Linked DNA regions of Sus scrofa: region 1 is linked to region 2. The links are chromatin contacts, called in public Hi-C maps. All regions are on one chromosome and are shown on one strand. The core of a region is the stretch at or near the end of the contact, and the rest is flanking DNA. Distances in the headings are between cores, read along the strand shown. Region 1 has its middle 16 kb from the start of SOCS2. Region 2 overlaps CRADD (death domain-containing protein CRADD).

Region 1 (5,720 bases), core at 890-3,389, 140 kb after region 2:
GTAGCTTACAAAGCCACTGAGATTCAGACCTTAAATAGGAAATTTAGTTTGGTTTAGTTTGGTTGTTTGCCCCTTTTGGCTGACAGCTAAATCCTATTTTCGAGTGACTGTGTCTTAGTTTAAGAGGTTTTGAGGGTAAAAAAAGCTAGGTTCTGTAAGGGCCATTTTCCAAAAGGCAGGTAATTTGTAAAAGAAAATACTTGTCAAAATTCTGTAATTCCCAAAGAGTTTGCTCTAATCTAAAAGGTATTTAGGGAACTACTACGATCATTTAGAAAACAAGTTAACAGCAACTTGATTTACCACTTTTTTGAAATTTATATCTTCGTATCTGGTTTCACCTGTAATAAGGGCTAACTATTAAAAAAAACTCTTATACTAAAAATAAGAAATGAAGTATTTCTGTATAGTTGGGATGCTTGAAGTGTCCGGCGTCACAGGCAGATCAAATATCCCATATGCGGGGGATGGAATCAAGACAGAGTCAGACCACTGCGGTGATAAACACAGGCAAGGTTAATCCTCTCTCCAGGGCCACCGTTCACTTGCAGGAAATCACTTTAATGGTCCCTTGAACTGGCCACTCCTCTGATGTCCTAAGTAGGTACAGAGGGTAAGTGGGTGGTATGCAAAGAAACAAACACAAAAAGAGAGAGAACTCGGGGAAGGGGGTAGAGAGGGGATGGCAAGTCGTGAAAGGAGGAATTTTCTATCACAGTTGTGCTTAATCAGTGTCTTTTGAACAGAACTAACTGAAGACGGTACTATTACATCTCTAAAAAAAAATAAATAAATAAATAAGCTTTTCTGATTTTGCCCTAGGATGTCTCAAGACAGTCAGTTGTTTTAACGTGAGCCACAGTCAGGCGTGAATCCATGTGTGTCTCATAATTCGGAATGTCTCTGGTCATACCCCGTCAGAGGTTCTCAGGCTGCTGGGCCAAGCCTCTTGCTGGTTCTAAAGCCTGGGGCAGAGCACTTAACCCTCTGGAGACATCCTCTGGGGAGCAGAGATTGAACTTCCAGGTCATTTAATTAGCAAATGAATAAACTTATTTGGTCTGAATATTAACTATGCTGTTTAAAATGTAACAGTATTTTAAGGAAAACCCTCAATTATACCTAATCGTTTAAAAGACAGTAACTTATTTAAACTTGAAATATGAATTAGTGCAACCTTTTTGGAATACGATTTGGACACAGTCATTAAAATGTTAACATACATGTCCTTTGACCCAAAAATGTCACTGCTAGAAATTTGCTTGACATATATATTCCCATAAATACTTGCTGCATCATTGTTTGCAAGAGCAGAAGGCTGGAAACAACCTAAATGCCTATTGGGGGGTGGGGGGGAGAATTCAATTAACAATGGTGCATTCACACCATGAGATACTATACAGATGTTAAAGAGAATGAGGCAGAGCTTTTCCTTAAGGTGATATATAAAGCTACATAGCTATAGAGAGGTCTCAAATATTTAAAAAGCAAATCGCAGAGCAGAATTCATAGTAATAATATGATTTATGCATGCTTTTTAAAAACTACTTAAATACATGCTTATCGTGCATTTTAAAAATGTTGGAAAAACAAAACATTTTCATGAGAGTGACCTCTGGAGAGTGGGACTGGGAGGGGACGGTTGGCACTTGCATTTTTCACCCCAGACCCTTCTGAATGGGCTTCGATTCCTAGTCATGGTAATAACCACGTTGTTACTTTTAGAATAACTGGGAAAACTAGCTAATAATAAAAGCTTATATTAAACCTACATTCACAGACACAGCACGGATGCTCTTTCACGGGACAGTGGTGAAAGCCGCTTTGCCCAGCCACGTTCTCCTCGGTCCCAGGATAACAGCCGACAGGCACGGAGGTTAACCCATTAGCTGCACAGCAGAAAGTTCAACCCGGCCGTTTACACGCCACCCCACACTCATCTGGTGTGTCGCCACTATTGAATCCGGTGACGTGGGCTAGGTTCTAAACATCTTTCTTCCGACGCCGCATCACAGGAGGTCCAGGAACCCCGACCCCGAGCGAGCGAGCGAGCGGCGCCGGGACGCGTCTGGGAGGAGCCGCCCCGCCACGGCCGCGATGGGCTCCGCACTTAGGCAGCTGCACACAAAGAACTTTTTCTGCATCACCCAGTGGCGCCAGGATCCCTTCCCTGTGGACAGCTTGTGTGCACGTCGCAGACTTTGGAGCCAGCCACTCCGTTTGAAAATTCTCAAGTAGAAAGAGGAAAACTAGCTGAAGTGAGATTTCTCCTCCCGTAAGACAGACACGCTTTCTCTTCCCTCCCGTTTTTTGCATTCGTCCTTAACTGGTTCCTAGACATTCACAGCCACCCGGCTATTTCGGCTATTTCGTTTCTGGTCTTACAGATGAAAACCAAAGTCAACTGTTTCAGTCTCGTCCTGACTCTGGGTCTTTACGTCCTTGATTAACCATCAACGTTCCCTCTTGTGCCGCTTCAGGAACCTGCTGGTGAAACGTCTTTTTGAAAAAGTTGCATTTGAAGGTCTGCCACTTACATGTTTCTTTCAAATCTGAAATTTTTCTCCACTAAAATTATATTTCAATAAAGCAGGTTTTTAAAAAAATAGTCATTTCACTCCAAGAATATTCTGAGGCTTGACTGCAGTGCCAACAAGTAAAAACTTGTTATCCAGCCAGTTAGTGTTTAAGGGGGAAGCCAGTAAGTTTAAAGAAGAGTTAACGCATCATACTCTCTGACAATCACCCTCATTGCTGCATAAACAATCTCTAACTTGCTCTTTAAATATTTAAAATATAAATGGCAGAAAAGACTGGGATTCTCTCACGTAAATTGGGAAGCTAACTTTTCTGTAAGCTCAAGCCTTGCTCCCTCTCCCTCCAATGAAACAGCAAGAACAGTAAACAGCAATTACATCTCAAGATTTAAGTTTTAACCCCAGAGTAGTCTCTCTGGTTCCTGGACTGAGACATGTTATGAGAAAATAAGGGGAGAAGGTGCCTTTTTCTAAAAGTTTGGGGGCTAGCCTAGTGTCAGTAGCTAAAATTGCATTTTATTATATCGGTAACTTGCAGAAGTCTAGATACGTGCTCATTTTTGTCATAAATCCATATTGACAATCCAGGACTTTGTCAACCTCCTCAACGTTGGCACTAATAGAAGGTGCTGTTAACAGCCCTCAAAACTAAATTTCCTTTATTTCTTCTGCCACTTGAGAAAAAGTTCCGCCACAAAATTCTAATAACACGAACTTCCGACAAATCAACTTGGAAACGTCTAAATGTATTTTTCCTAGAAAAAGTGCCAGACATCAATTCTATCTGGCAACTATCAAAATACATCAGACCACAAAACTATACATTCCTGGACCTCACAAGGCGTGTGGCAAGGAATTTCAGCCAGCCAGCCAGCCAAAGGGCTCGGCGGCAACCTCACGGTATTCTACAGCTTGGGCAAGGACGCTGAAATTAACCACTGCTACCAAGACACTAACACCCCTGCCTCCCCTCCCAGCCCCTCAAAAAGTAATGGGTGTAAAATTCGACTTCTGGTATATGATTATATACGATTATTTAACCCACCAGCACACTAAACTCACTTTCACAAAAACAACCAGAGACCTTAAGTAAATGGAAATTCTTTTTGCACATTCTGTGTTATTCCATGTGAAGACAAATGACAGAAAACATGGGAATTTAGGGAAAAGAACCATTTCCTATAACATCATGGTTGGTATAACTTCTGTAGCTAAAGTACAGTGCACTTGATATACATAGAGACCTTGAAACAAGGTGCCCCTGGGATCTATCAGTCATTTATTCAACACCTAAAATGAAAAACCTAGTAGGAATTGCAAGGCATTTCCTGCACAGAATTCGCCATTCAGCTAGAGAAAGTACCACTTTAAGAGTTTGAAAAAGGAGTTGCTGTCGTGGCTCAGTGGTTAACGAAACTGACTAGCATCCATGAGGATGTGGGTTCGACCCCTGGCCTCGCTTAGTGGGTTAGGGATCTGGCGTTGCCATGAGCTGTGGTGTAGGTCGCAGACGTGGCTCGGATCTGGCGTTGCTGTGGCTGTGCTGTAGGCCAGCAGCTGTAGCTGCGATTCGACCCCCAGCCTGGGAACCTCCATATGCCCCCGGTGAGGCCCTAAAAGAAACAAAAAAATGGGGGAAAAAAGGAAGACAAAAAAAGTTTAAAAAGGTGCAAGACTGGCAGGTGGAGAAGAGGGGAGCAAGGGATGGTTGTGTTTCCTGATGACTTTCCATACTACCTGATTTTTAAACCATGCTACCTGTGTGCCTTTTCGAAAGTGTAAAAGTGATGGAACAAGAGCCCTGGGAAGGAAGGGGCAGGTGATGAGCAAGAGGAAGTTTCCGCTGTGGCCAGAAACTGGAAGGGGGGAGTAGTGGTGCATAGAGATCCCTCTCTCTGCGGTACATCCCAGGTCCAGTTCACTGACTCCAGGATCTCCCACAATTCCTCCTCCACCCCCTCCTCCCTGCAGGGGCCTTAAGCTGCAATGACCTCCTCACAAGCACCTCCCTCTGGTTCTGACCTTTTCTGACCCCCTCGGCAGTGCGCCGATGACTGTGGACCCGTCTCAGAATATTATGCTTACCTCATAAAATTAAATACAGCGATCACAAAAATGGAATCCTATTTAAAATGCATATATCAAATTATTTTTAAAGTTCTGACATAATCACATACATCCTTTTTATAACTGCATGATTGCATTAAAACACCTAATTTCTATGGGTAATAAACTCGCATCTTCTGCTATTTCTACTGTGATCTGTTCCCCACATTCATATTTGAGGGAAAAAACACTCAACTTCAGGGAGAAGTTAGTGACAGTTAACAATGCTAATTTTTTCCCTGTCCGAGTTTGCAGACCCCAGGATGTCTACCCATGGGTCTCTTTCAAGTCCAAGGACTGGACTAAGAGGCCCTGGACTAGGGTCATGCCCAACAAGACCAGCCTCCACATTGCCACTGATCTGCTGCTGTCATTCTCCTGCTCAAAATTCTTCAATGGCTCCCATGCTTCTCGGGGAGAATATAAACTCTTCTGAAAGGCAGGGGAAGCCCTCGCTCTGTTCTCTGCTCAGGAACTCAGGCTTATCCCCACCTGGGTTTCCTCCTTTGCATTTGAGGCTCTCACCCGTCCAGCTGTCCTCCCCTTGGAATTCTTTCGCTCTCCCCGTCAGTCTGGCCAATTCTTTAAGTCCTAGGGCCAAAGCCACCTCCTCTCTGAGGCCTTCCCTGATGCCTTCGAGCAGCGCCAGGTGGTCCATCTCGGCTTCCGCTACTTCTTTACAGATCTCCTTGCACCGATTACCTTCTGGGATTACAACTGCTGGCCCGGGTGTCTCCCTATGACCCAGAATCTCCTTGAGGGTGAAGATGGTTTTCCAACTTTCTCTAGGACCTTACCTCCTGCCTGGCACAAGTAGATGCTCGGTAAATATTTGTTGAATGATGCCGTGGATGAATGACTAAATACATGAAGAGATATATACAAGGAAAGAGTAGGCAACGATTACAGTTTCTAACCTAGATTAAGGGAGAAAACGCGAAATGGAAGATAATGGAAAAATATCGTGGTCATCAAGCTTTCCGTTAAAGATATTCCACATGTTCTAATTTTTGCCAAGATCATCCACGAACGCAGTAGAAAATAATTGTCCATTAAAACAGCAGTTGTTCCAGTATC
Region 2 (6,300 bases), core at 1,976-4,475:
AGTATTTCTGTTTCAACAACTCACTGGGGATACACAAAATCTATCATTCCTCCCTGATACATGAAAAACTAGAGGGCAAGTTCAGAGCAACTTCGGTGCTCTCGAGGCTAACGGTTGAGCTTACCGAAAAGCAAGTAAAATTCTTAAATGTTTATAAGAAAGCAAAGGAAAATGCTACAAAAATTATTTGGCTGGTAGGCCACGGAGAAAGCCGGAATCTTTTCAGGACTCACCAAACTAGGGAGCTGTTTTAAAACCGAAAGTCAAACAGCTTTGCACAGGTATTAAGTGTTTTATATGACAAAATTATCAAATGCACATACTTTTTTATCACAAATAGAATCACTTCTAACTACTATGAATAAATAACGAGGTGCACAATACTATTAGTCAATGCTGGCCTTAAAAAAAATGACCAGGGTATTTCAAAATGATTATGAATGATGAAATATGACTTCTATATTTTCTAGGCAGGTAATGATGTCAAGAATATGGTTTTCACAGAAATATATTCCACATACTTTTAGTCACAATAACAAAAATGACTACGAACAAAATTGAATTGACTCAGCTTCCTTAAAAATTTTTCATTATTAAAAATAAAACTTGTGGCAAACTACAGCATTAGGAAAGATTAACAAATTTTAAATCCCCTCCAAATTATTTTTTGGAAAATAAAAAGCAGTATTCATGCCATAGAAAAGTGTGAATAACTTAAAATTAATCCTCGGAATTCCTTTCACATAGCTAACGACTATGTCATTCCTGGGATTTCTTCACACTTAACTGAAATGGTAAAGAAAAGGAGAAATATTTAGATGCCGATAAAAAGTTATTCGAGTTATCCTGCTTCACTAACTTCAGCTCCTCCAGGTTCAATATCTAGTAAGTGCCTGGTCTGCTTCAGCAGATTTTTTTTTTTTTTCCTATTTTAAAAATCATCACTAAACAAATGAGGTTAATACTAGTTAAAACTCTAAATCCAAATATCATATGCTCTGCTGTAAAAATGTGCAGAGTATTAGTTAAGTGTACTTTTCTTTCCATATATTTTTGCATCTTTGTCCAAACTCCCCCAGCAAAGTTTATGATTTGTATCCTAAAATAAAAACGTTTGTATTTTATGCTATAAAAAAATCAGTAAACTTCTTTAAAGTTAGATGCTTCAAAAGAAATGATACAAATATTGTAAGGAAAGCCCTATTATAATTAAAGAAGGGGACTGGTAAGGAAGAAGAAAAATGAAGGTATATTTGCAATAAATCAAAAGCAGAGTTGTAAATGGGAGCCTCCACAATGACTATTAATGTTGACTTATAAAATACTGGTCTTTGCAGTACTTCAGAAGTATAAGCTGGTAGTTGTTTTCCTTAATAAATGAAAAATAATTTTCTGGGCTTTTGTACTTTTAAGGTACGAATGACATGGAAGATCACTTCCGGGATCTTTCTCTTTCCCCATTTCAAAATTACAGGTTTTATTTTTATCTATTTGGATTCTTAAAATTTAATGACATTATCTAACCTCTGAGAACCAAGATTATAGAAACCACCAACTGTAGGAGCCTTGATGCTTTCGATTATATTTTCTTAGAAAGATTTATATGATAGAGATATTTCATCTCTATCTATAGTTGTTCTTTTTTAAGAGAAATCCTCCAATGCCAGTAAAAAGCTAGATTATCTAAATCTCAATAGTTGGAATAAATTTAGCCCAGTGGTATATCCTAAAAATAGGATAATTTAATAAAAACTAAACAACATAATGTATTCTATTTTACATAATATTTTATAGACTTTCAAGACACATATTCTGTTAAGTGAGTCCCCACCTCAAATCTGGGTTGGAAATGACCAGGGCGTACATTTTTTAAAAGGAGAAGCTAGCTAACCACTGCTCACATCTCCCCATTTGGGTGTAGAAGAGAGATGAAATGCACGGCCAGCCAGGTCCTTTATCCAGGCAGCTGCCCGTCCCAGGGGCACCACACGTCCTACCATGTCCGGATCGCTGTCAGGCAGAATAGCTCAGTTCAAGCATCTCTACAGTTAGATACCTGCGTGGTTTTTGCTATAAGATGAGGGGACAAATAAAATCCAAAACCCTCTTTGCCCCAACTCCTTGCAACCTTTCAAAATCCCCCTTTGCTAAAGGAATCTGATGAAGAAAGAAACCACCAGGAACCCAAGCAATTTCCCTTTAAGATGCTTTTTAAGAGGTCGTGTTCTTTTTCCTTTCTTTTTTCCCTATTTCTTTTTTGAAGCCAGACTCTCTGGGTTCCTTCTGATTTTTATTCTGTTTGAATCTGGTCCCTGTTATCTTTTTTAATTTCTGGAAAGAAATAAGATTTCCTTTGTTTATGAAGATAAAACAAGAGGTTGACACTTTACGCACAAAACAGAATAACCAAAGGTTACACTGACGTCAAATTTAGCGTCTGCTGAGGGCTGGTGGTTTCTTCTTCTTTCTTGCCGTGGGGGTGGGGGGGTGGGGGCGCAGGCAGGTGTGAGGGACTGAGCGGAGGATTTTCACCTCCTGTGCGTGTTATCCGGGTTCTAAGGAGGGGGCGTGCTTTGCCTGCTCTTCTGGGTAGACTTGAGAACAGAATCGGCAGGCTCCATTCTCTAGGAAGGCTGAAGCTGGCAACTGCACCTCATGGAAGATTCCACAAAAGGCTAAACTAGGATGAGACCGTCAACAGGCTTCAAAGAGGCAGCGGTCCAGGCCCCATCCCTGAGGCCAAACAGGCCTCCTTCAGGTCCTCGTCCCCACGCTCTGACACTCTTGGCCTCTCCTCTCCCCTCCAGCTGCCCGTCCCATTCTTCTGCCAGCTCTTCTGTTCTCCTCTGACCCTGCAAAAACGGAGCAGCGCTGTTGTTTTGCTCCAACTGACAAAACAGCTAAGAAACAGCAGAACAGGACTGCCCTTTGCAAAATGGGCCACCACGTGATCCCCCTATTTAAATCCACTCTTACAGTAAAACACGAATAAGAGAGGGAGGGAGCTGTTTGTGAAACGCTCCTGCTTGCCTTCATAATACTCTCAGCTCCTCCCTCTCGGCCTCCTAAATACCCTAATGAAATTATATAATAAGCTTTATTTTCTCCGTCCGAAATCCTTCCTGAGTCCAAATTGCTAATGCGGCAGGTTCCAGCTGCCTAAATTCCCTAAACAACATTCCCTGTTCCATAAAAAGCATGCAACTGCAAGCACAGCAGTGCTGCTCCAGTTCTGAGAACTAGAAACTGACTACCCAGTTCCTGGGAAGGCCGGGAACCAGGCGACACGGATGATTTAAACGTAGACAACATCCGAGGTTCCCTTTCACCCCCAGGGCAGCCAAGAGGAGCCCAGGAGAGGCCAGCCTCCATCGTTCGTCTGGCTCTTACGCTGATCCCCTGGGAACCACCTCTGCTCTGAAAGGAAACAGTCCCCCAAAGGAAACAGTCCTCAGGAGGACACTGAGTTTGCACCGTCTTTTATGAATGCGTGTATTTCACAAAGAGGGAGTGGAGTTCCACGACAGAGGGCCTTCGTTGGGTGACTTGGGAACCCATACATCCCAGAAGAGTCCTAGCTTCGAAATCATTTAATGCAATTTCACTGTTTACAGAACAGTCATTGACTCTTCTCTGACATATATAGTTTTTGCCTCTACCTCTGGCAAAAAGACTACCCAAACCATCCCAGGCAGACATAAATGCCTTATTTTGATTTTCAAGAGGAGTTCCCGCTGTGACCCAGTGGCTTAAGGAGTCGGTGCTGTCCCTGCAACAGCACAGGTTCAATCCCGGGCCCCATGCAGTGGGTTAAGGATCTGGGGTAAGTCACAGCTACAGCTCAGATGCGATCCCCTGGTCCAGGAACTTCCATATGCTGTGGGTGCAGGAAAAAAAAAAAAAAAAAAAAAAAAAAAAAAAAAACTACGAAGAAAGATTCCACAACCTGACTGGGCACTGCCATGACCAGACTTCACAACGGCCTTCATACTTGCCAATCGGCAATACCTAATTACTTGGCATTGCCCTGCACCTGCCATGCTGGTCTGCCTCTCCGCGTCCTTCCATGCGCTCTTCCTCCACTTATAATACCTTCTCCAACCGTAGCCACTTAGCGTCTAATTCAGTTGTCAATAGGTGGCCTGTCCCAGATCCAAGTCCATCTCTGTCTCCCGTGCCACTGTGCATATACCTGCACTGTATCTTTGTTCATGTGGCTGTCTCTCCTGCTGATGCCTTGAGGAACCAATTGTTTTTGCATCTCCAGTGTCTGCCTTGCATATTTTGCACCAAAAAACCCCATATATGTATATGCTATAAACGAGACTAACCCGATGTGGCTGTAAAATGACTTCTAGCTTTCAAACATAATAAGCCTGGTTGATCCGAAGTCATCATGCTATAGTCTGAAACCATCTGTTCCTGCTCTTGCCTCAGAAGAAAAAGAAAAACTGGTCACATTTCTCTGTCCTCTATATCATAATTAGATGGGGGTGGGAGCTGGGGGATGGAAGAATAATTGGGTTACCGAGTCACATCCTAAAAGAAATCAGTGTGTAACTCCAGAAAATTGCTAGATCTACCAAAATTTAACATACTTTCCATCTGGCCATCAAAAATATTTGAGGAGTTCCCTTCCTGGCTCAGTGGTTAAACCCAACTAGGATCCATGAGGACACAGGTTCCATCCCTGGCCTCGCTCAGTGGGTTAAGGATCCGGCGTTGCCATGATCTGTGGTGTAGGTCGCAGACGAGGCTTGGATCCTGCATTGCTGTGGCTGTGGTGTAGGCCAGAGGCTACAGCTCTGATTCGACCCCTAGCCTGGGAACCTCCACATACTGAGGGTACAGCCCTAAAATAGAAAAAAAAAAAAAAAAAGTATTTGAAATGGCTCTGAGGGAAATAAAGAGATAATTTACTGTGGAGAACAAAACAGAACTAGTAGAAGAAATAATGTGAGGAAGAGCTGGGATTAGGTGATATTTTAAGTAAAGACGAGAAAAACATAAATGATAGAGGTCAAAATGGAAAGTTCTGAACCCAAGGACTTTAGAGACCAGTCTGGTTTCTTTTTCTAGTAATAGGCGGACCACAGTCAAGCCTGATGGGAACATTATTTCCCAACCCCTACACGATGTCCTGCACGGCTCTTGAAGCATCCAGCGTCACACTTGCCCTGACAAATGCGAGGGCCATGCACTGATTCACGGCACAGCTCAGCTGCCATGATTCTCCTTTGAGGTTCTCTCTCTCTCTTTTCACAGTTTATGTGCCACAATCCTCAGAAGTTTCTCTGGGATGAGACTAAGGGGAGGGAGGCAGAAAGGAGAGCTAAGATCTCTGGAGTACCTCTTACACCTGCCAGCTGTTTTATACACCAGCCCCCCAGTAAGCCCACTTGGTAGGCAGAATTATTCCCATTCGCAATGCGGTTGTAAACCTACGTCTCTCTGGTTCTAAATCCAGTATTCTTTCTATAAATCATACTATTCCTATTTCTAATATCAGCATTAAGGACTCAGGGAGGCAGCTTCAAAGGTAAGAGGTGCTTCATTCATTCATTCAACATTTACTCAACAGCTACTGTGAGCCGGGCACTGTTCTTTCTTTTAGAACATAAAACACAAACAAGTTCTGGTGCTGGATGTCAATCTGCTCAAAGTTTCATGGCAAACAGACACAGAAACAAATAACTGGGTTTATTCTCTTTTCTCCCAGGCTCTGTATCGGATTTGGTTTCCCCAGTTTGTCACTTTTTACTCCCACTTTACTCACCTCCCAGATCTCAGTAACTGCCTTCTCATCCTTACTTAAACATTAGTAAAACATGAGACATCTACACCATCTCACAAGCTGCCTTCGTTATCAGAATGACATTTTAGAGGGAAGCGAAATCAAACAAAACACAAATTTGCTCCAGCCACTCTGGGTTCTGTCTGCTAGGGTATTAATTCATTCATTTACCCACATTTTTTGGGGGGAGCATCTCATACAAGGTCCAGTGCTAACAGAGGACACAGTCGTGGAAGGAAGATAACCAGAGTTCCTGCCCTCGTCCAGCTTCTCCTCTACCCATTCCAAGAGGGGAGGAAAGCAGCAAACCAATCCATGGGCTGTGATGGGCTTATCACAAAGGAAACCCACAGGACGCTATGAGAAAGTACGCATGGCACAGGGATCTGACCTTGGCTGTGGGGGCGGGGTTAGGAAGGTCTTCCTGCAGAAGTGGCATTAAAGCTGAGATCTGTGAGCTGGGTAAAACCTGATGAAGGTGGGTGTGGGGGACCAGGAAGGGGAAC

What was found. Hi-C and Micro-C count contacts between places; a contact is called where the count stands out from the background.
Region 1: a contact with region 2 is called in a Hi-C map of skeletal muscle, with 3 times the contacts expected there. A contact is called at or near these places in 2 of 47 Hi-C or Micro-C datasets (embryonic fibroblasts and skeletal muscle) and 1 of 2 datasets of targeted methods (skeletal muscle).

What each region holds. Positions count from the first base shown.
Region 1 is chr5:89,565,247-89,570,966 of Sscrofa11.1, forward strand. No RefSeq gene overlaps it. Among named protein-coding and RNA genes, the nearest start is that of SOCS2, 16 kb to the right of the region's middle.
Region 2 is chr5:89,429,091-89,435,390 of Sscrofa11.1, forward strand. All of the region lies in intron 2 of CRADD (death domain-containing protein CRADD), which reads right to left. Among named protein-coding and RNA genes, the nearest start is that of CRADD, 48 kb to the right of the region's middle.